4 separate regions of the Sus scrofa genome follow, and regions 1, 2 and 3 are each linked to region 4. The links are chromatin contacts, called in public HiChIP or PLAC-seq maps. All regions are on one chromosome and are shown on one strand. Each heading gives the region's core, a stretch centred on a gene start, on an enhancer-like site or on the middle of the called end of the contact. The rest is flanking DNA. Distances are from core to core; before and after follow the strand shown.

Evidence for each region. HiChIP or PLAC-seq counts read pairs in DNA pulled down with a chosen protein or histone mark.
Region 1: a contact with region 4 is called in an H3K27ac HiChIP or PLAC-seq map of alveolar macrophages. The contact joins the enhancer-like site here to the promoter of SVIL in region 4. A contact is called at or near these places in 1 of 5 promoter capture datasets (liver), 9 of 47 Hi-C or Micro-C datasets (embryonic fibroblasts, fetal heart ventricle, fetal skeletal muscle and 4 more) and 2 of 2 datasets of contacts at active chromatin or transcription factors (alveolar macrophages and skeletal muscle).
Region 2: a contact with region 4 is called in an H3K27ac HiChIP or PLAC-seq map of alveolar macrophages. The contact joins the enhancer-like site here to the promoter of SVIL in region 4. A contact is called at or near these places in 1 of 5 promoter capture datasets (liver), 7 of 47 Hi-C or Micro-C datasets (alveolar macrophages, blood, liver and 2 more) and 2 of 2 datasets of contacts at active chromatin or transcription factors (alveolar macrophages and skeletal muscle).
Region 3: a contact with region 4 is called in an H3K27ac HiChIP or PLAC-seq map of alveolar macrophages. The contact joins the enhancer-like site here to the promoter of SVIL in region 4. A contact is called at or near these places in 1 of 5 promoter capture datasets (liver), 5 of 47 Hi-C or Micro-C datasets (alveolar macrophages, heart right ventricle, liver and 1 more) and 2 of 2 datasets of contacts at active chromatin or transcription factors (alveolar macrophages and skeletal muscle).

Annotation. Positions count from the first base shown.
Region 1 is chr10:41,293,292-41,298,863 of Sscrofa11.1, reverse strand. The region is part of intron 3 of SVIL (supervillin); the gene reads right to left. Among named protein-coding and RNA genes, the nearest start is that of SVIL, 120 kb to the right of the region's middle. Within about 2 kb of position 3,128, at least 1 of the 83 cell types and tissues checked has an H3K27ac peak or open chromatin away from gene starts, as enhancers often do. A contact at or near this core is called in alveolar macrophages, where this site is marked.
Region 2 is chr10:41,270,981-41,276,500 of Sscrofa11.1, reverse strand. The region is part of intron 3 of SVIL (supervillin); the gene reads right to left. Among named protein-coding and RNA genes, the nearest start is that of SVIL, 97 kb to the right of the region's middle. Within about 2 kb of position 3,095, at least 1 of the 83 cell types and tissues checked has an H3K27ac peak or open chromatin away from gene starts, as enhancers often do. A contact at or near this core is called in alveolar macrophages, where this site is marked.
Region 3 is chr10:41,253,536-41,259,427 of Sscrofa11.1, reverse strand. SVIL (supervillin) reads right to left here. Exons shown (of 36, transcript XM_021064788.1): 3 at 2,151-2,250. Among named protein-coding and RNA genes, the nearest start is that of SVIL, 80 kb to the right of the region's middle. Within about 2 kb of position 3,842, at least 1 of the 83 cell types and tissues checked has an H3K27ac peak or open chromatin away from gene starts, as enhancers often do. A contact at or near this core is called in alveolar macrophages, where this site is marked.
Region 4 is chr10:41,172,627-41,178,115 of Sscrofa11.1, reverse strand. It overlaps SVIL (supervillin), which reads right to left and starts at 1,758. Exons shown (of 36, transcript XM_021064788.1): 1 at 1,610-1,758.

The sequences.
Region 1 (5,572 bases), core at 1,879-4,378, 120 kb before region 4:
ACTCCCCTAGATTTCACGGAAATGATAGTCTCCAGCTGACCACTTGTATCTTTCTTTTTTACTTTTTTAGGGCCACATCTGTGGCATACGGAAGTTTCCAGGCTAGGGGTCAAATCAGACCTACAGCTAAGGCCTATGCCACAGCCAAGGCAACACGGGATCGGAGCCGAATCTGCAACCTATACCACAGCCTGGGGCAATGCCAGACCCTTAATCCACTGGGTAAGGCCAGGGATCAAACACATCATCACGGACACTATGTTGGGTCCTTAACCCACTGAGAAACAAAGGGAACTCCATATTAACCACTTTGAACATCAAGGCTACAAAAAACATTGCCATAACATTTTAGATTAAAAAAAACCCTTATCGTTCAAGGCTACAATTAAAACCTACAAATAATCTTTGCCCTAATGAAGATTAATAGCAATAATCTCTCAATGGACACAGCTATGCAGTAAGCACTGCTTTCAGCGTCTCTTAACCACCTACGTGCCATGTACACTATTCCATTTCATAGGTAAGGACACTAAGACAGAGGCTGAGGTATCTTCCCTTGCTAGAACATGCCAGGATAAGCCTTGAACAACACGGGTTTAAGCTATGCGGGTCTAATTACATGCAGATTTTTTTTTCAGTAAATACAATACTACACTATCCAAGGTTGGTCAGTTCCGTGAGTGCAGAACTGTGAATACCGAGAACCACCCATGGGACTTGAGCATCTGTGGATTTTACTATTCATGGCAGATGCTGGAACCAATCCCCCTTAGATACCGAGAGAGGACCACAAGTGACTAACAGAGTTGGAATTTGCACTCCTAGGGCCTGGCTCAGAGAGAGCAGCTACACATCACGTTTGAACTTTCAAATAAGTGAATCACATTACCAAATTTTTTAAGGTAAACAAATGTCAGCATCTACTATATTTTAAGGAACACACCATTTTCTAAATTGCTGGCATTAAAAACTACCATATCATAATGAGCTTATCTCTCTGGCTCTACATTTAAACAATTGTCTTGACGTTGGCCACCTTGTCTTGCAACCTTTTAAAATGATCCTAATTCTCTCAGTCATTTACCAAAAAAAATTCAAGAGTGAACTGTCTGGCATGTTTTCCCCAGCAATACACACAGCCAGTTCAACACAGCACCAGATTAAATAACAGATTGGATTTCGATTTTCTCAGCAGTAGCGACTGTGCTTAATTACTCATTGTGTTTAAAAGCTAAAACTGATTATTCCTCACTGGTCACCTGCCCTATAAAAACGGAAGTGTTTAAAATAAAAACATGTAATTACCTTCCTTCTGGAGAAGGCCTGAATGAGTCAGAATTGTTACAAAGCGAATTTCCACTAGGGAGCTCAGCAGATGAGGACATCAAATGCTCTCAGCTCTTTGGGCATTTGGCTCCTTCCTGTGAGTGTGTGTGCGCGTGCATGTGCGCGCAAGGGCCATTCATCAATTTCTTCACTGCACAACTAATCGCTGAACACCTGCTAAGTACCAATCATTGGGGCAGTATCTGCTTGGTTGTTTTGGCCACCCCGGGGCACATAGAGCTCCCGGGCCAGGGATCAAGATCCGAGCAACAGTCTCGACCTAAGCTGCAGTTGCGGCAATGCCAGATCCTTAACCCACTGTGCCAGGTCTGGGGATCCAACCCATGTCCTAGTACACCAATCCAATGTGCCACAGCGGGAGCTCCTGAAGCAGTAACTGTCAGAAGTCCTAAATATTAAACACACCAATATCAAATATAAGTGTGATATTATATGCTAAGCAACATGCTTCCGTTGCTTAGAAATAGCTGCCACTAGAGGTCCCATCGTGGCTCAGCAGAAATGAATCTGATTAGTATCCATGAGGACGCAGGTTTGATCCCTGGCCTCAGTGGGTTAAGGATCCGGTATTGCCATGAGCTGTGGTATAGGTCACAGACGTGGCTCGGATCTCTCTCATGTTGCTGTGGCTGTAGCTGTGGCCGGCAGCTACAGCTCAGACTCAAGCTCTAGCCTGGGAACCTCCATATGTGGTAGGTATGGCCCTAAAAAGCACACACACACACACACACAAAATCTGCCACTTGTACATATCTGACTTTTGGAATAACTAAGAGTTCCCTGTACTTCAAACAAATGTCCACACTGATTTCTTCAAGTTCCATCCATCAAGCTTAAGTCAAGCTGGGGGCCTTCCCTATACAACTTGCAACGACATCCCATCATAACCACCTACATGATATGCTTAGAAAAAAGATCAAGTTGAGTCTTGGTTTCAATCTTTATCAACTCAAGGTTCTTTCAACATACAGTTGGTACCTTGCCTCTTTGGGAAAACGGTGCTCCTGACTTTCAGACAAAACCAGGGAAACCTGCGCTGTAACTTCTGACATTCAGGCAATGATGACACAGATGTACATGGTGTTCCCCATCAAATCAAATCTACAATAAATTGATCTATAAGACAGATCTTAGATAAATAAAACCTCACAGAGCACACTTGTTTGTTTGGCATTAGGATTTACAGCACTGAGCTGATATATATATATTTTGTCTTTTTGCCATTTCTTGGGCCGCTCCCATGGCATATGGAGGTTCCCAGGCCAGGGGTCCAATCAGAGCTGTAGCCGCCGGCCTTCACCAGAGCCACAGCAACGCGGGATCCAAGCCGTGTCTGCAACCCACACCACAGCTCACGGCAACACCGGATCCTTAATCCACTGAGCAAGGCCAGGGATCGAACCCACAACCTCATGGTTCCTAGATGGATTCACTAACCACTGAGTCATGATGGGAACTCCAGCAATGAGTTGATATTTTTATATAAACTTCATGGCAGGTGATGGATTTCTCTCAAGAACAAGAGATGTTATTTTAAATTTCAAATAATACATGAGTAACATCTTAAAATGACACTGCAGAGGGCAGCCAGAGTGCATCCAAGTAATGCTATTTTTCTGCATGGTCTACAAAGGCGCCAGGGTGCTGGCTGGCCCGAGAGTCTTCTCTCATGTGCCGAGGTCCTCCTCAAGTGTGTGTGTGTGTGTGTACAGTGTGTGCCAGCATTCACTGTTTCCCACACTGCTGTCTACTTAAATCTGAGTTAGCTAGAGAAGAAGCAAATTCACATTAAGAAATTCTGTCCAGGACTTCCTGTTGTGGCTCAGTGGGTTACAAACCCAACTAGTATCCATGAGGATGTGGGTTTGATCTTGGCCTCGTTTCGTGGGTTAAGGATCTGGCATTGTGGTGAGCTGTGATGTAGGTTGCAGACGCGGCTCGGATCCTGCATGGCTGTGGCTACAGCGTAGACTGGCAGCTGCAGCTCCAGCTCAGATTAGACCCCTAACCTGGGAACTATACCATATACCATGGGTATGGGCCTAAAAATGGGACCAAAAAAAAAAAAAGAAAAAAGAAATTCTGTCCCATTAGAGAACTATCGTCAACATCCTATGATAAACCATAACGGAAAAGAATATTTTCAATTTTTAAAAAATTTTTTAAATAATACTTGAAATTATTTTTAATTCTTTTTGAAAGAAGGTACATATGGGAGTTCCTGTCGTGGTTCAGTGGTTAACAAACCCAACTAGCAACCATGAGGACGCAGGTTCGATCCCTGGCCTTGCTAAGTGGGTTAAGGATCCGGCATTGCTGTGAGTTATGGTATAGGTCACATACACGGCTCAGATCTGGTGTTGCTGTGGCTGCGGTGTAGGCCAGCGGTTATAGCTCCGATTCAACCCCTAGCCTGGAAACCTCCATATACCACAGGAGTGGCCCTAAAAAGACAAAAGACAAAAATATAAAAGAAAAGAAAAGAAGGTACGTATGTGTAACTGAGTCACTTTGCTGTATAGCAGAAGTGAACACACCATTGACAATCAACTACACTTCCATTTAAAAAAAAAAAAAAGAAAGAAATTCTGATTAACTAAAACATCTCCAAAAAGCAGGTACAAGTAAACTCTTTCTGGAGATTTCTTGGAGCCATCCTCCTAGATGACCAGGACATAGGGTTTCCGACCCTCCAAGGGGTACAAGTGCTGCTGGTGGGATCCAGATTCCAATGCGGATGCAACTTTTCCCAAATCAGTGTCTATGTGGTTCTCCATCCAATGGAGGGGGAAAAAAATGGCCAAGACCCTCCAAACTGGACAGCAGATGAGGGTATCTGATGTATTTCACGTATTTATTTTACATTTGAGAATGGTATTTATTTATTATTTAATATTTAGGAACCGTACATTACTTATGTTTTTTCATTTTTTCAAATTTTATCGACGTCTGGTTGATATGCAATATTGTGATCATTTCTGCTGGACATCAAAGCGACTCAGTTACACATGGACGCACATCCATTCTCTTTCAGATTCTTTTCCCAAACAGACCAGCACAGAATACTGGGGAGTGTTCCCCCTGGGGACCTCAGATAGATTGACTGATTGATTGATTGATTTTTGCTTTTTTTTTTTTTAAAGAGCTGAACCCAGAGCATATGGAAGTTTCCAGGCTAGGGCTTAATTCACTGCTGCAGCTGCCAGCCTACACCACAGCCATAGCAACAAGGGATACCAGCCACATCTGGGAACTACACCACAGCTCACGACGACACGGGATCCTTAATCCACTGAGCAAGGCCAGGGATGGAACCTGCATCCTCATGGGTACTAGTCGGGTTTGTTACTGCTGAGCCACGATGGGAACTCGCTGGGACATCTGATTTAGAAGACTGATACCTACTTGAATATTGCACAATCTGGCCAAGACCTGCAAACATTTTCAAGTCAATGTCAAGGGCCGTATAGAGTTGGCCCCCTAACCTCCAACCCCATCGTGCTGTGACTGTGAGGCCTCCTACATGGAGACTTAAGACAGCCCCCAAGGGGCTCACACATGCGAGAGGGAAGGCAGATGTCCTCATGGGAGGCGGGTAAACCCAGCCCTCTTCAGGATGGGAGAACATGGAATGCACTTGCTTTTACAGAAAGTTCTAGAATAAGTGCCAAACCCAACAGCTGCACGCTGTTCAGATGAAGAGGCAAGACCTCGGAACATCATTCTTGGGGTGGGGGTGGGGTTTATGGTAGAGTCCGTCAAATTCAAGTTTTACTTTAAGTCCAGAAAGCCAGAGAAAGGAAAAACACTGTCTTTTCCGACAACAAGGGGCTGTTTGCGGCTCTGTGACAGAACCAGACCCTGCTGTGGAGAGGAGGCCCAGCCTCTGGCTACAGGATGCAAAGTCCAAGGCCAGTTAGACCCCAGCCCTCCGAGGCCCTGCTTCTCACACAGAGCCCCCCACCCTGGACCCTGTAACCAAACCCCTGCACAAACCCAGTGCCTCCCTGGCTCCAGGGTGATTACGCCGATGCACGGGTCCAGGCAGACCTGGGCCCTCTGCTGCCTGCCCCTCCCTTCAGGGTTACAGATGTGGCCTTTGAGCAAGGCTCTGTGTGGCCACCATGTGCTCCAAGGGTCCAGAAGCCTGTGGGGGAGGAGCGGGAAGGGGCAGCAAAAAGTGACACCTCGAGATTCAGGCTGAAGCTTCCCAGGATGACAAGGC
Region 2 (5,520 bases), core at 1,846-4,345, 97 kb before region 4:
AAAACTCTAGAGTTCTACAGTCTTGGTGGTCTCATTCTTGAAAATCAAAGGACGATATCCAAGCTCTGCCTTCCTTGTGGTGGGACAGGCTGTCTGAGGATGCTTCTTCAGTGCCCTTTATCCTCTCAGAGGCCGTGACATAAAACTTAGATGCAGACATCCTGAACTGGCCCCTCCTGAGGGTCAAACTCACACTAGACTTTCGTGTTAGAAAGATCAGCCCTGGGGGAAGACCACGTGATGCAGAGATGAGCGCAAGCCTGTCTTCATTCACTGAAGGAGAGGAGCCCAAGCATCTCTCCCCACCAGCCTCTCTCAGCTCCCACCCCGAGGTCCTCCAGCAAAGGTCCACCTTATTTCTCTCTCCCTCATCACTCATCTTCGGAGACCGCTGTCTCCTGTCTCCTGGTCCCCAATCGCTCCCCCATGAGGTTTCCAGCTGGATTTCAGCTCCCCCCATACCCCAGGAACCAGCTCCCCCAACCTCAAACCCTCCCAGTGGACTTGGCCTCTAAGGCATCGGGGACACTCTCGGACCACATCCACCACCACGAAGTCTCCACCTCTCTCCTAGGTTAAATCCCACCACACCTGCGGGCAGGATTCAGGAAGGTACGGATTCTGTGGAGTTCAGAAAACTAGGATATGAAACTCGGTTCAGATAATGCTACAGTCCTCTCCTCTCACTGACTTTTTTTTTTTTGAATGGCCACACCAGCAGCATATGCAAATTCCCAGGCCAGGGAATGAATCTGAGCCAGAGCTACAACCTACGCTATAGCTGCAACAACACCAGATCCTTTAACCCACTTTGCCAGGCATTGAACCCGCACCTCCACAGCGACCTGAGCGACTGCAGTTGGATTTCTAACCCACTGCTTTATAGCAGGAACTCCCTACCATGATTCTTGCTCCTGTTTTCCTGGTGGACCACAGCCCCAGCACCAGCCCCTCTTCATGGAGGCTCAGCCCTCACAATCTAGCCACCACCGGGTCTTACAGCCTGAAGCCCTGCCTTCCCTCCTGCTTCCATAACCCCATCCTTGCTCTCAAACGCCTGTTGTCACGACTTTTGCAGGAGCCTCCAACTGTCCTTCCCTCCTGCACCGACGTCTCCCCAAATCCATCCTCCCCTCTGCTTCCAGATGCATTTAAACAGCCCCAACCCAGCTGCATTGCCCCCAGTGGAAAACTCCTAAGCAGTCCTGCCAGCACATCTCAGTGAGGACCTGGCTCACGCCACCTCCCTGGGCAGCAGGTTACTTCTCAGTGATGGATGCTCATGCAACATGAAAAAAGCTCAAGCTTTTTTCCTTTTTTTTTTTTTTTTTGGTGCCACACTTGCAGCATGTGGAAGTTCCCAGGCTAGGGGTTGAGTCAGAGCTGCAGCTGCCAGCCTACACCACAGCCACAGCCAGATTCAAGCCACATCTTCGACCTACACCACAGCTCACGGTAACACCAGATCCTTAACCCACTGAGCAAGGCCAGGGATCGAACTCGCATCCTTATGGATACTAGTTGGGTTCGTTGTCCACTGAGCCACAAAGAGAACTCTGTGACAAGCTTTTTAAATTAAATGTTCTTGAAGAGTAAATGTAAGATATCCTGATAAGGAATTCCCACTGTGGCACAGCAGGTTAAGGATCCGGTGTTGTCTCTGCGGTAGCTCTGGTCGCTGCTGCTGAGGGGAGGGTTTGATCCCTGGCCAAGGAACTTCCACATGCCACAGGTGTGACCAAAATAATAATAATAAAGAATGTCCCTGTAAAAAAGTCCCTTTTACCCTCTTCCAGGGATACTCATCAGAAGGAGGAAAAGAGATCAGGTTACAAATACATACTTGGGAAATAGCATTTAACCCAGAGGTTACCTCATATGCACTGAGATCTATGGTGACTTCCTCTATGGACCTTTTTTTTTTTTTTTTTGGCCACACCCGTGGTGTGCAGAAGCTCCTAGGCCAGAGATGGAACCCGAGCCACAGTAGTGACAATGCCTGATCCTTAACCTGCTGCACCACCAGGGAGCTCCAGTGGACTTTCTTTTTTGGATGAGAAGGGATTTTCATGTCTTGCTTTTTCCACCAACCTCACATGTGGATACATCCAGGAGGCTGTGACAAAAGTGGACATCATGCAGTATCCCTGTGCTGGTGACAACCAGAGGGTGGAAGATGGCTGGCCCAATGGGTAATTAAGTCCCTACTACCTCTGACCCCTTCCTACCTCATAGCCATCTGTCCCACCATCCCTCCCCCTGGTAGGTGACCATGAGAAACCACCCTGATGGCTGCTGTGTCCAAGCTGGACTCTGCTCAGAACACCCTTGATTCCTGGTCACTTGGAAAACCCCTAACTCTCCTTTAAGACTCAGCTGACTTGATTTCCTCTTTGAGCTCTTCCTGACATGGTCTATGATTTCCAGCCTCTAGACTCTTCCAGAAGGCAGGGGCCCCACCTATCTCTGCACCCACAGAACCCAGCAGTGGTGCCACTACACACACACACACACACACACACACGCCATACCTGTCTGTGCCCTGCAGTTAGATCTCTTGCTCTTGGGTTTATTTGGCAACAACACCCGCCTTTTTTTTTTACCCCTCCTCGGGTTTAACTAATCAATACTTAATGCCCCTCTGAAGTTAGAAAGTGACAAGAGTGACAAGGCGGCTCGTCAGTTTCTAAGCAGAAAGTGAAGAAGATAGAGCCAGCTTGCACACTTTTGGGGGAGAAGCCTCACTTTCCAGCTTTCCCTTCGTGAAGACCTATTTCTTTCTTTTTTTCTTTTTTCTTTGCTCTTTAGGGCCACACCTGGTTCCCAGGCTAGGGGTGGATCGCAACTACAGTTTCTGGCCTACACCACAGCCACAGCAACACAGGATCTGAGCCGCATCTGCGACCTATACCACAGCTCACGGCAACACCGGGTCCTTAACCCACTGAGCGAGGCCAGGCATCAAACCCGCAACCTCACGGTTCCTAGTCAGATTTGTTTCCTCGGCGCCAAGACGGGAACTCCAAGAAGCCCTATTTCTGAAGGAAGGATGATGTCAGAGCATGGCCAGAACAGTCAGAGCTGGAAAGCAAGACAACAAAGCTCTCTGCCTAGCTGCTTCTGCCTTCTGGAAAGTTCTGCTTCCTAAATGGCAATGAACTGGAGCAATCATTAGAAGTATTCTTTTTTTTTTTTTTTTTTTTAACGGCTGCACTTTGCAGCACATGAAAGTTCCCAGGTTGGGGGTCTAATAGGAGCTACAGCTGCTGGCCACAGCCACAGCCACAGCCACAGCCACAGCCACGCCAGATCCGAGCTACATCTGCAACCTACACCACACCTCACCGCAATGCTGCATCCCCGACCCACTGAGCGAGGCCAGGGATCAAACCTGAGTTCTCTAGGATACAAGTCGGATTGTTTCTGCTGTGCCACAACAGGAACGACTGGAAGTATTTCTTGAAGTTGCTCATTTTTAGGGGATGAAAAGCCTAAGAACCAGGATCCGAATTCTGTCCTAATTTCTGCTCTGGTGGGACCAGACTCGGAATCGTTTTCTTTTTTCTGTTTCTCCATAAACTGAGGGTTTTGACTATCAGGTGAAGCAACACCTGATAGTCACCGAATACCCACACAAATATACCACTGTGAGTCTGAGCTGGTGGCTGACTGCAGTATGGGCAAATAATTTTACCACTGGGTAATTTTGTTTTTTGTCTTTTTATTGCTGTACCCATGGCATATGGAATCTCCCAGGCTTGGGCTGAATTGGAGCTGTAGCTGCGGACCTGCACCACAGTCACAGACAGCAACACAGGATCTGAGCTGAGTCTGTGAACTACACCACAGCTCATGGCAATGCCAGATCCTTAACCCATTGAGGAAGGTCAGGGATCGAACCCATGTCCACATGGATACTAGTCAGGCTCCTTACCCCTGAGCCACACTAGGAACTCCCTGCTGGGTAATTTTAAAAAAACAAAAAAGGGAAGTTCCTGTTGTGGCTCAGGGGTAATGAACCTGACTAGAATCCATGAGGACCTGGGTTCAATCCCTGGTGTCGCCCAGTGTGTTAAGGATCCGTTGTTGCTGTGAGCTGCGGTGTAGGTTGCAGACGTGGCCTGGATCTGGCATTGCTGTGGCTGTGGTGCAGGCTGGCTGGCAACTGCAGCTCCAATTCAACCCCTATCCTGGGAACTTCCATATGCTGCAAAAAATAAACAAATAAAAACAAAATTTTTTAAATAAAATAAAAAGCAAAAAAGGAGGGTATGATTTGGGGTTGTGACATTTTTCAACCAGTTCACCCCTCACCTCCAGACGGTCAAAATCAATCAAGCTGAGCCTTTCTCTGTCTCTCCCTCTCAAAGCTTAGGGGGAACTTCACTGGCTTTGGATGACAATATTTTGAGCTCCAAGGTCACATGGAGGTCACTGGCTTGAAGACCAGAGGAGCAAGCCAACTCTCCTCTCCCAGGCTGCTGCTTCAAGATGGGTGTGGAGCAACGCTCAGCATGAGCAGAACTGCTGGCTTCATGGTCCAGATGAAATGCGAGTTTGCCAAGCAGGGGAGCCTGGCCCGGGTTTTATGAGTCCTGGCATCAAGGATACAGCCTCTCACAGGGCTGGACCAGCGTTACATCATGGACACCAGGCTCAGGGTCTTGAGAGTAACCGGAGATGGACAAAGTGTGACCTGCTCTACTGAGGCTGCTGCAGATCTAAAAATCCGGGGTTTCTGTCCATTCCTCGCCTGGCAGAACCACAGAGGTTGCTTCTCCAGTGGAGACATGGGCTGCAAGCCATCCAGCTGGTGGAGGGAGGCTGTCCCTCTGGAGGAGAAGCCGCAGAGGCACTTTCCTTTCCATGTTGGGGTTGGCATCACAAAGTTTAGCACCTTGGCGGATCCCCAACACCAGGAGAGAACCAATGACTCCGATTCCAGGATGAAATGCAGAGTCCCTGTGGTCCTCTGCAGGGGTTGCTGTGCAAAGGTGCTTCTCTGCACCGGCTTACACAGGAGAACCAGGAAACACAGCCAGACCTCAGAGATACGCTGGGAACAGGAAGTACCCAGGCAGCTTTCTGTGCAAACACAGTTTCCCCACCTCCCCAAGCCCAGAAACCCCACATGGCCTTGGTTAGAAGGATCTAGAGGCTTCTGTTATCATGTTCATTCTCCTCCTCCTCCAGAAACACTACTCATTATTTTTTTGTCTTTTTAGGGCCATGCCCATGGCATATGGTGGTTCCCAGGCTAGGGGTCCAATTAGAGCTGGAGCCAATGGCCTCCACCACAGCCATGGCAGCCAGATCCGAGCCACGTTTGCGACCTACATCACAGCTCACAGCAACGCTGTGGTGGCCAGGGATTGAACCTGCGTCCTCATGGATACTAGTCAGGTTCATTTCCGCTGTGCCACGACGGAAACTCCCAGAAACACAAATCTAAGTGATGGCTGCACACTTGGACCAAGGCACAGAAGCCTAACAAACCTGTAATAAAGTGGAACCACAGTC
Region 3 (5,892 bases), core at 2,593-5,092, 79 kb before region 4:
CTAACAGTTTAGTAGATGCCTTAAGATTTTCCATACCCAAGATCACGTCATCTGCAAATACAGACAGTTTCACTTCTTTCTTTCCAATCCAGAAGCCTTTCATAGTCTTTCCTCACCACCCTGGCTAGACCTCCCAGTGGAATAGAGAACAGATGTGATGAGTATGGGCATCCTTGGCTTGCTCCTGGGGAAAGCAGTCAATCATTCACAATTAAGTACGAGGTTAGCTATGGGGTTTTCACTGATGCTCTTTTTAGGCTGAAGACGTTCTCTCTGATTTCTGGTTTGTTTCTGTATTTTTAAGTTTTGTTGTTGTTGTTTTCAATCTTCAAGAGGTGCTGCAGAGTTCCCATCGTGGCGCAGTGGTTAACGAACCCGACTGGGGACCGTGAGGTTGCAGGTTGAATTCCTGGCCTTGCTCAGTGGGTTAAGGATCCGGCGTTGCCGTGAGCTGTGGTGTAGGTCACAGACGCGGCTCGGATCCCCACGTTGGCTGTGGCTGTGGTGTAGGCCGGTGGCTGCAGCTCTGATTGGAAACCCCTAGCCTTGGAACCTCCATGTGCTGTAGGAGCGGCCCTAGAAAAGGCAAAAAGACAAAAAAAAAAAAAGGAGGTGCTGGAATTTGTCAAAAGAATTCCAAAATTGTTTCCGTAACAAATTTCCAAATTTCTCCTCATGAACCATACCCTTTTGCAGCTGTGCTTCCTTCTGTATTCTCTGCCTTTACTACCTCCACAGCTCAGTACTTCTCATCTTCACAGGTCTTCACTTCAGGTCAGTGCAGGACCATCCCACTCGAGAGTGCCCATCCTGAATTCCCACTGTGGCACAGTAGGTTAAGAATCCCACTGCAGCAGTGTGGGTCACTGTGGAGGTGAAGGTTCAATCCGAGGCCCAGTGCAATGGATTAAGGATCTGGCGTTGCCACAGTTGCTGTGTAGGTTGAGGCTGCAGCTCAGGTTCAGTCCCTGGTCCAGGAACTTCCATATGCCACGGCTGCAGCCATAAAATTAAAAAAAAAAAAAAAAAAAGGCCTCATCCACCACTCTCTCCTCCCCAATTATCATATGACCTTCAAAGCACTCAGCCATCCTCATTATAATTACAGATTGTGATCATATGTGCATCAGGTTTAGTGTTTGCCAGCATATATGCATCACTTGAATCCTTAATCCTCAGGACAACCTTCCCAGGGAGATGCTATTATCCATTATCACCATTTTAAAGATGCTAAAATTGAAAGAGACATTTAAGTGTCCTGTTCAAGGTCATGCAGTTTATAAGGGGCAGACTCAGGGTTCAAACCCAGGTCCCTTCACCCCCAAGACCATTCTCTCAACATCATACCTACCGATAGGTAAATGCTCTCCCTTGCTTACCAATTTTCTATCTCTGCACAAGCATTAACCTCATTGATGATGCTGTACTAAGCACTGAACACTGAACACGGCAGGTGTCAATAAATACTTACTGAAAAAACGAACTCTCGTCTTAGGATGCCCTACAAGACATGTTCCATGGGACTCTGGCGAGCCTTGCCGACCACACACGTCCGTAGAGAGTTACAAGGTTCTCCGTATTGGAAGTCCCTCACTAGGGAAGGTTATTTAACTTTAATCCAGGGTTTTTCAAACTCCCTGGAGCACAGACCCAGCTCCGTAGCCCTGCCCCATGGCATGAACAGCCTAGAGAAATGTGTTCCGTGGAACGCACTTTGAGAAACACTGCCCTGGGGGCAGCAGTGCAGACAGCAGGTGCCCAGAACGATGCTTCTACTCCCCGTTCTGTGCCTGGTTCTGCCCTCCTCTAAACAATCTAACTCAGGGTCCCCGAAAGTTCGGTCGTGGCCAGAGCTCAGTTCCAAAAGAGAACCCCAATCCTAAGCTTTGCTTTGCTTTCAGACATTGGAACACAGGACCACTGAAGACAGACAGATTTTTCCAGCTTGTCAGACTCACTTCCCCACCCCCGGATGTTTGCAGTCCCACAACTTACCTTCGAGGCCCCTTTAATTTTCTCAGAGCTCCATCGGCTGAATGTGATTCAAACAAATTTACCCTTTATAATGACCTTTAACCTGCTCTCAGACTGCAGGCAAAACCAGTGACGTGTCAACCACAAAACGGTGGTATTTCTTTCTAAAGACTTACCGTAATGCTGGTATTTAAATCATGGCTTCAGATGGACAAGGACTTCAAATTCTTCCTCACTCAGCTCTCCGCGTCTCCAGGTCATCTATGCAAACCCTTCCTGCAAAAGAGGAAAGAAAAATGTCCACTTTGAAATCTAGGAAAGACAGCAGCCAATAGTGTAAGACAGCCGCCTGTGTGAGCAAGGCCAGATCCGCTGCAGTGATTCATTTTCTGCTTCTAAGAAGAGCTTTTTCCCATTCAATTATTCATCTACATCGGTGACAAAAGATTATAGGCAGTGATTTGAGCATCTTTTCAACCCTCATAAAAAATACGCAATTAAGAAATACATTTTTTTGGATCCCGCTGTGGTACAGTGGGTTAAGAATCTCACTCCAGTGGCTCGGGGTGGTTGCAGAGGCAAAAGTTTGATCCCCAGGCTGGTACAGTGAGTTAAATGCCAAAGCTGTGGCTCAGATTCAGTTCCTGTCCCCGGAACTTCCACATGCTGCAGGCGCGGCCATAAACAATAGTAACAACATTTTTTTCCCTTCATCTTGAACTCACTGAATAAAGTCATTTTTATGTGATGGTTTTTCAAAGCTCTAATTTTTCTCTGGTGATGAAATTTGACATTTGGTCTAAAAGCAGAGCTATCATGAGTAAATATGAATCCTTTCCACAACACAAATTGACATCAGACCCAATAAAGGGACTTTGGGAAAGAAGCCTTGTAATGAAGGAAGACTTGAAAAGACAGAATGTTCTGAAACTCATCAGAGAGTTGGATGTGTATAACCAGAGGGAACTGACAAAGTCCCAGGTCCTTAGAAAAAGAGAGACACTGCATAATAAAATTGAAACTAGAGGAGTTCCCACCATGGCACAGTGGAAACAAATTCGACTAGGAACCAGGAGGTTGTGGGTTCGATCCCTGGCCTTGTTCAGTGGGTTAAGGATCCAGCGTTGCCGTGAGCTGTGATGTAAGTCACAGATGCAGCTTGGATCTGGCATTGCTGTGGCTCTGGCGTAGGCTGGCAGCAACAGCTCCAATTAGACCACTAGCCTGGGAACCTCCATATGCCATGGGTACAGCCCTGAAAAGACCAAAAAAAAAAAAAAAAAAAAATTGAAACTAGAATAACCCATTGAGGGAGTTCCCACTGTGGCTCAGCAGGTTAAGAACATGACATAGTATCCATGAGGACACAGGTTCAATCCCTGGCCTCGCTGAGTGGGCTAAGAATCCAGTGTTGCCACAAGCTGCAGCGTAGGTTGCAGATGCAGCTCAGATCTGGCATTGCTGTGGCTGTGGAATAGGTTGCAGATGCGGCTTGGATCCAGTGTGGCTGTGGCTGTGGCCATGGCGTAGGCTGGCAGCTACAGCTCTGATTTGATCCCTAGCCTGGGAACATCCATATGCCTCAGGCGCAGCCCTAAAAAGAAAAATACTACTACTACTAATAAAAAGAATAACTCATTGAGGTTGAGCAACTGGGCTGGAACATGGTCTGTGCCATTCATTCCGGGCAGAGAAAAACCTTCCACACTGATTTTCCTCCAGCATTCCTGGAGGAAAAGGGAAAACCTTCCCCGTGCTGGAAGTACAACAGAGTAGGACAAAGGGCAGCAGACACTTCCCTGTGTGATTGTCCTAACGGTGAGTCGTCATGTGTCTACAGGATGACCCCCATGGTGACAAACTCATTTGTCACCCTCAGAAGGCCGTCCCCCTTGTGTGGCATCCCCTTGACTCAGCCTGGGAAAGGGGCATTGGACCCAAGCAGAGCTCCAGCCCTGAGATCTGGACTTGAGAGGAAAGTCCTAGGGCTGTTAGTTGGTTGGTGGCTAGTTGGTTAGTGGTTAAGTCAGAGGGGTTTGGGGAAGTCTTCTGTTTTAGGGGCTTCCCTTTCCTTCCTGCTCCTTCTGATATCACTTGCTTAAATCACTCTTTTTTGGGGGGTGGGGGCTGTACCTGTGGCATGTAGAAGTTCTTGGGCCAGGGATCAAACCTGCACCACAGCAGTGACAATGCCAGATCCTTAGCCCACTGAGCCACCAGGGAACTCCTATATTACCTTTTGAAAACACCATCCTTAGATGCAATTAGAGATGATCATCCTAAGTGAAGTAAGACAGAAGGAGAAAGACAAATGATATCACTTCTATGTGGAATCTAAAATATGACACAAATGAACCTATCTACAGAACAGAAACAGACTCACAGGCATAGGGAACAGACTTGTGGTTGCCAAGGGGGCAAGGAAGGGAGTGGGATGGACAGGGAGTTTGGGATTAGTCGATGCAAACTATTACATTTAGAATAGATAAGCAGTGAGATCTTACTGTGCAGCACAGGGAACTATGTCCAGTCTCTTGGGAGAGACCATGAGGGAAGATCATGCAAGAAAAAGAATGTATATACATGTATGACTGTGTCACTACGCTGTAGAGCAAAAATTGACACAACACTGTAAAATCAACCATACTCTAATACAAAATTAAATTAAAAAAGAAAAAGAATATATATATATATATATAAAATATGTATGACTGGGTCACATATGCCATACAGCAGAAATAGGCACAACACTGCAAGTCAACTACTTCAAAAAAAAAAAAAAGATCTACGTTCCCCCTGCCAAACAAAACATCATCCTAGGAAAGAGTTCACTCAAAGAAGGTCCTGAACCGGACAGCAGCCAATAACACTGCCAGCCTCTTAAAGGACAGAGGTGGTGTCAAAAGTCAGTTTGGGAAGCATATGGGAGGCGGGGTGTCAGAGCTGCTCTTTCCTCGTGTAGAGAGCATGGGGTTCATCTCTAGAAGCCCAGGCTGAGGCAGCTTACAAGGAAATGAGCCTGTGTGTGGGGTGGGGGTGGGAGGGTGGGAGTCAGCCATGCAAAGTTCCCACAAAGCAACAAAACACTTTCACCACTGCTCACTGAACTTTGGACAGCCACAAACTCAGGACTGGAAGCCACAAAGATGGTTGCGGCACACAAAGACAAACTGTTGGGTTTAAGAAGACTGTTTTAGATGGAAAAAAAAATTATTATCCTCCCTACTCCACAAATCTGTTTGTTACTAACCAACCTCTGGAGCCTTGGGAACTGGGCTGGACCCAGGTGAATCTCTCTCACCTGAGCCGCCTCCTCCGTATGCTTGACTTGGGAGACAAAAAAAAAAAAAAAAAGACAGAAAGAAAGAAAGAAAGAGTTCCCACTGTGGCTCCTCAGGTTAAGAATCGGTCTAGTATCCATGAGTATTCAGATTCGACCCCTGGCCTCACTCAGTGGGTTAAGGATCCAGCATTGCTGCAAGCTGCAGTGTAGGTTAAGGATGCAGCTAGGATGTGGCATTGCTGTGGCTGTGGCATAGGCCAGCAGGTGCAGCTCTGATTCAACCCCTAGCCTGGGAATGACCAAATGCTATGGGTTTGACCGTGTGTGTGTGTGTGTGTGTGTACACACTCAAATGGGGAAGACGTAGCTGCTTTTGAAAGAAGACCCTCTTTTCAGACAAAAGGAAATGATTCAAAAAGAATGGAAAAAATGGCCAAGGAAACCAATAGAAGCCAAGAGGCAAGGACAGGAGTGGAAATCCTCACTGCCCTTCCCTCCTTAGAGAGAGCACCCCTCCCTGTCCTTGGCCCAACCCTCCAGGACCCTCCAGAAGAGGAATCCCCTCTGGGCTTTACAACTGTGGGGCAAGAAAGAAGAGCATCTACAGTGGACATCACGAGTCCAAGGACCGAGAG
Region 4 (5,489 bases), core at 509-3,008:
AGCAAGCTGACTCTCGGCGAGGAGCCCCGGAGAGTCTGTCCCGCCCCCGTCGCCGCAGCTGCCGGAGCAGACAAGTTGCAAGGCGGGTCAGGCCGAGCCCGAGCGGACGCCTCCTTCCCCGAGTGCGGGCGCGCGAGTCCCGGCGCGGTGGGCGGGCGCCGGGTATTAATTGTAGGGCCCCCGGGCGCTCTGAGTGGTTCGGACCGCGGGCCAGGCCGGCGGGGCCGGCGCGACCCACCCCCTCGGCGCGCACCCGCCTGGCTCGAGGACGCGCACGCGCGCACGCGCCCGGCTGCTCCCGGGCCCCCTGGGCTCGCCGAGCTCCCTGTTCCAGTCCCTCAGCTGCAGCAAGGCCCGAGGGGCGCCGCAGACCTTAGAGACCCCGGTCAGGCACTGTGAATATCCAGCCCTTCCAGGGACAAAACCCATCAAAATGTGTGCGAACGTTGTAGTCGCAGGGGCTCGGGGCCACTGGTCAAGCAGATCGTCCTGTGGCCACTCACAGCCATGAAAAAGTCTGGTCACCCTCCGAACTGCCCGTCTTGACAGGGGACCGTCCCCTCTGTCGGTGGTTCTCACACTTTACACTTCTGCTAATCAGAATCCCTCGCCAAACCCCCGAGATTTGTTTAAAACACAGATTGCGAGCCCCACCCCACTGTCTGCTTCTTTAACCTGCCTGGCCCAGAACTTGGCGTTTCTAACAAGTTTCCAGGTGATGCTGAGACAGTGGTGATGATGAAATGAGTTAAGGTTGGTGAAGTACTTGGTAATCTGCGAGGCAGTAAATAAACTTATGAAATTCACTTGTGCTTCTTGTCTGTTTCACTAGTGTTCACATTTACATTCCCTCCAGCTACTGCTTTTTTTCCTCCCACTGTTAGATTCTCATTTTAACTCCTGAGGATGCATCAAGCGGATCCATACCTGCTCCCATCTGAAGAATGAAAAGGGAGTGTGTTAGTTTCCTAAGGCAGCCTTCACCACCTACCCTGCAGACCTGGAGGCCTAGACCACAGAATATCTTCTCACCCATCTGGAGGCTGGAAATCAGGCGTCAGGAGGGTTGTTTCTTCTGAGGCCTCTCTCCTTGGCTTATGGATGGCTGCCTTTCTTCTGTGTGTCTCTGTCCTAATCTCTTTTTAAGACCCCAGTCATGCTGGATTATAGCCCACCCATTAAAGACTTCATTTTCACTAAGTTACCTCTTTGAAGATCCTATCTCCAAATCCAATCACATCCTGAGGTTCTGGGAGTTAGGGCTTCAACAGACGAATTGGGCAGAGGAGACGGGGGCAACTCGGCCCATAACAGCTTTACTGCCCCCAAGATCCCAGAGCAGCTTCTGGGCTCAGCCTTCCCCAATCTCTACTCCATCCTTGTGCCCTCCCCTGGAGCTGGCTCGCATGTGGACTGACAAACACAAACCCTTAAAGTGCTGTGACTCACAGCTGGAAGGACTTAAAATCCAGCTCAGGGTCCTTGAGAATATGATCAGCACAACACTCCAATGTGTGAAAAGAATCTATGAGAAATTCGGAACCCCAGCAGACCTTTCAGAACTGGCCCTTTACAGTTTGTTAATGACGAAGTAGAGAAGCAGCCTTACCTCTGCCCTGCCCTCGTGGGAGCTATGCCCTCTGCCTGGTACCTGTGCCGTCTCTGGAAAGTTCAAGAAGGAGGGTCTGTGTTGAACACATGCAATAAAGACGCTTCCTTCCTCCTGCTATCTGGGAGAGTGCTGGCAGCGTTTAAGCTAGGGAGGCCGGAGGAGGCAGAGACTAGAGCTGTTTACACTGATCCCAGGCTAACCAGAGACAGCTGATCTTCAGCAAATCAGTAATAGCCCTGAATTAAGGATCCTCCCAAAGCCTCATTCCCAATCCCCTGCTGGTCCTGTCTTTACTTTGTGGCTTCAGCTAACACCAGGCGAGACTCTCCCCAATCTCCAGATCCAAGTAGCTACTAAATCAGCACTCCAGACTCAGTATATCCATCATAGAACTCTTTCCCCCAAACGTTGTCTCCCCACCTGCATCCTCTATCTGAGTGACTGGCAAAGGTGCACATCCCATTCAATCCACCTGCTACTGTGTCTTGGATGCCTCACAGCAGCCCCTTTGCTTCTCCATACCCATCACTACTACCCAGGCCAAAGCCCTTTGTGCCGTTTCTCCTGTTTTTTTTTTTTTTTCCCTGCTTTTTAGGGCTGCACCCACAGCATATGGAGATTCCCAGGCTAGGGGTCAAACTGAAGCTGTAGCTGTAAGCCTACACCACAGCTCATGGCAACGCTGGATCCTTAACCCACTGAGCCTGGCCGGGGATAGAACCTGTGTCCTCATGGATACTAGTCAGATTCATTTCCCCTGAGCCACAATGGGAACGCCTCTCCTTGGGTGTTCAATACCAGCCTCCTAACTAGACCACTGCCACAGCATCCTTTTGGCCAGCATCCTCCATACTGCATCCTTGGGTATCTTTCAGAAGCAGAAACCTAGTTATCCTGTGCCCTTTTTTAACCCCTCAATGGATTCCTTTTGTTTCAGGAACGAATTTAAGCACCTTTGCTTGCCTCCTTCTGGAGGCTCATCTCTAACCATTTCCCCATCTGTGCCTTTCATTGGAGCCAAAGGGACCACTCCCAATGCCGGCAGATTCAAGATGGTCCATGTTCTTGGAACACAAATACCCAGCACTCTCTTCATCTAGGGAGATGGTATCACCTCTTCCAGCCTCCTCCAGAGAGTTGCCAGGTCTAGGAAGCCCACCCACCCCTTCCTGAATGAGGTGTCCTTGTGCTGCTCTTTCTGCACCCTGGGCACATCTCAACCATAGCACTTAGAGCGCTGGCCATCATTCCTGGGTCAACCTTCTGCATCTTCCAGCAAACCCTGAGGTCCCAGAGGATAAGAGCCTTAACCATTTTTGTAAGTTTGAAGTCTAGGCTGGACTGGATGCTCAAAAAGAAGTTCACTTTAAGGAATGGACTGATTCCTAGAAATTCAGAAGATTTAGTCAAATTTGGCATCTGCTAGCAAGTACTTTATCTGGAGCAATCTTCACTTTTTCTGACAATATTTATAAGCATGCTCCCTTAAGCTGCTTCCTATTGAATTATAGGTTTATCTTTTAGAATCTCTAGTTAACTTCTATGCTTCCTAAATTCCCAGGGTGCCTTAGGGTTTTTCAAGCTGCTGGTCATGAAATCAGCTTTGTGAGTAAAGATAGGCATTTAAAAAAAAATTTTTTTTTGGTCTTTTGTCATTTTAGGGCCTCACCCGTGGCATATGGAGGTTTCCAGGCTAGGGGTCTAATCAGAGCCATAGCTGCCAGCCTACACCAGAGCCACCGCAATGCCAAATCGGAGCCACGTCACAACCTACACCACAGCTTATGGCAATGCTGGATCCTTAATCCATTGAGCGAGTCCAGGGATCGAACCCGCACCGTCATGGTTCCTAGTGGGATTCATTTCTGCTGTGCCATGATGGGAACTCCAAGATAAGCATTTTTTAAAACGAAACAGAATTAGAGCATAGGGAACAATATACAGTCACTTGGGATAGACCATGATGGAAGCTAATATAAGAAAGGGAATGTGTGTCTCTATATACATGTGGGGGCGGGTGTGTGTGTATGTCTGGGTCACTTTGCTGTACAACAGAAAGTTGCACAGCAATGTATATCAATGATACTTCAATAAAATTTTAAAAAATTAGAATGAAAAATACTCATGTGGAACTCTATTCAATATCCTATGATAAACCATAATGGAAAAGATTATTGTGAAAAGAATGTATGTATAATTGAATCACTCAGCTGTACAGCAGAAATTAAACAACTTTGTAAATCAACTCGACTTCAAGAAAAAAAATACTTGTGCGCATCCTGCCAAGTCAGAGTCTGTACTATTTTCATGAAACTTTTGTTAACTATAATTGTGAGGTGTGTGTGTGTGTGTGTGTGTGTGTGTGTGTGTGTGCATGCGTACAGGGTTGTGTGTCTTCAAATTTATTTCTTCCGGTGGGTCACAGTTATAAGCTGGAGTGACACTATCTTAGGTAGGGCTGGAGTCATACTCACTAGAAGACACATGTTTATAGAGATGCTGGAATGGGGTTCATTTCAGCAGAGAACATTTTCTGGAAAGAAACTCTGAGTCAGAGGTTTCATGGAGAGTTGGCAGAGTGGGCAATAAAACACAGGGTTCCCTCTGTACACAGTAGGTGCCCCATAAGTGCTTTTATTGACTGGTGTCTGCCTGGAGATATGTGTGGGAAGTTCTCTTGGCTGGAGTCTGTCAGAGAGTAATAAGAAATCAGATCAGTGACATGGAGCTGAGGAAGGTGGCCTGGGTTGTCGCCAGACATGGCCGGTGTGCCCTGAAGTTTCCAAACAGGAGCAGGAGGCTGACATGGATTTCCTAATCTGGTTTCCATCACGCAGGTTCCAAGATCGAATGCTCTGAAGCTGACTTTTGCTGAAATAAAATTACCACTTTCTCCAGGTTAGAGCTGGAGATGTACGCGCACAAAGCGAGGAGTTTGAATGAAAAGCTGAATTTTCTAATCGCTGATAGCCGACTGTCTGGAAAGCCTATGGAGAGAAGAGCTGGAACGAGATGGGATTATGTAACAACGAGAAATAACAAGTGGCCCTTGTAAAACTACAACCTTGAGAGTTCTGCCAACTATTTCCATCCATATTAAATGCCTTTAGCCGAGGAACCTAGATCCAGCCCACAAATATTTAGAAGGCAATGTTCTCAATCCCTAGACGAAAGTTTAGAATCTGAAAAAGAAGGTTGACATATAAATACAGAATACATATTAGTGTTACTATTTTTTTTTCATTGATTAAGTCGTTCTGATGTGGGCAGATTAGAGGAATAAAAACTTGGGTCAGGGGAACAGAGACAAGATTTGGGGAAAGGAGTTAATTTTCTTAAAAAATTTTAGACATTTTTTTTTATTGAGGTAATGTTGATTTATAATATTTGGTAAGTTTCATGTCTGCATTCTGGGTCTATTTCTCTAGACCCTGCAGAGGGCTCACCATCAAAAGATTAGTTTCCATCCATCATGGTACAGCTCTACATCCCTTTTACCACCTTCCCCTCTGTTTTCTGGTTTTACAAGTTTGTTTTCATTTGGTTTGTCCATTTATTTATTTACTTATTTTTATTAAAGTATAGTAGATTTACAGTGTTGTGTCTATTTTGGCTGTACAGCATAGTGACTCAGTCATTCATGTATATACATTCTTTTTCTCATACTATCTTCCATCGGGTATGTCCATTTATTTTGTTTTGCTTGTTTTTCATCCACAAATGAGTGAAATCATACAGAATTTAGACAAGAATTTTAAAGAGACAAATACGGTGGTCCAGAGAAAGCCAAAATTATACTGAAAAAAGAAATCCTAGAAGGCAATTCCTCAATTCTCTTGCTGCTTTAGAAAGACGCTTGGCCATGAATGTTACGAAT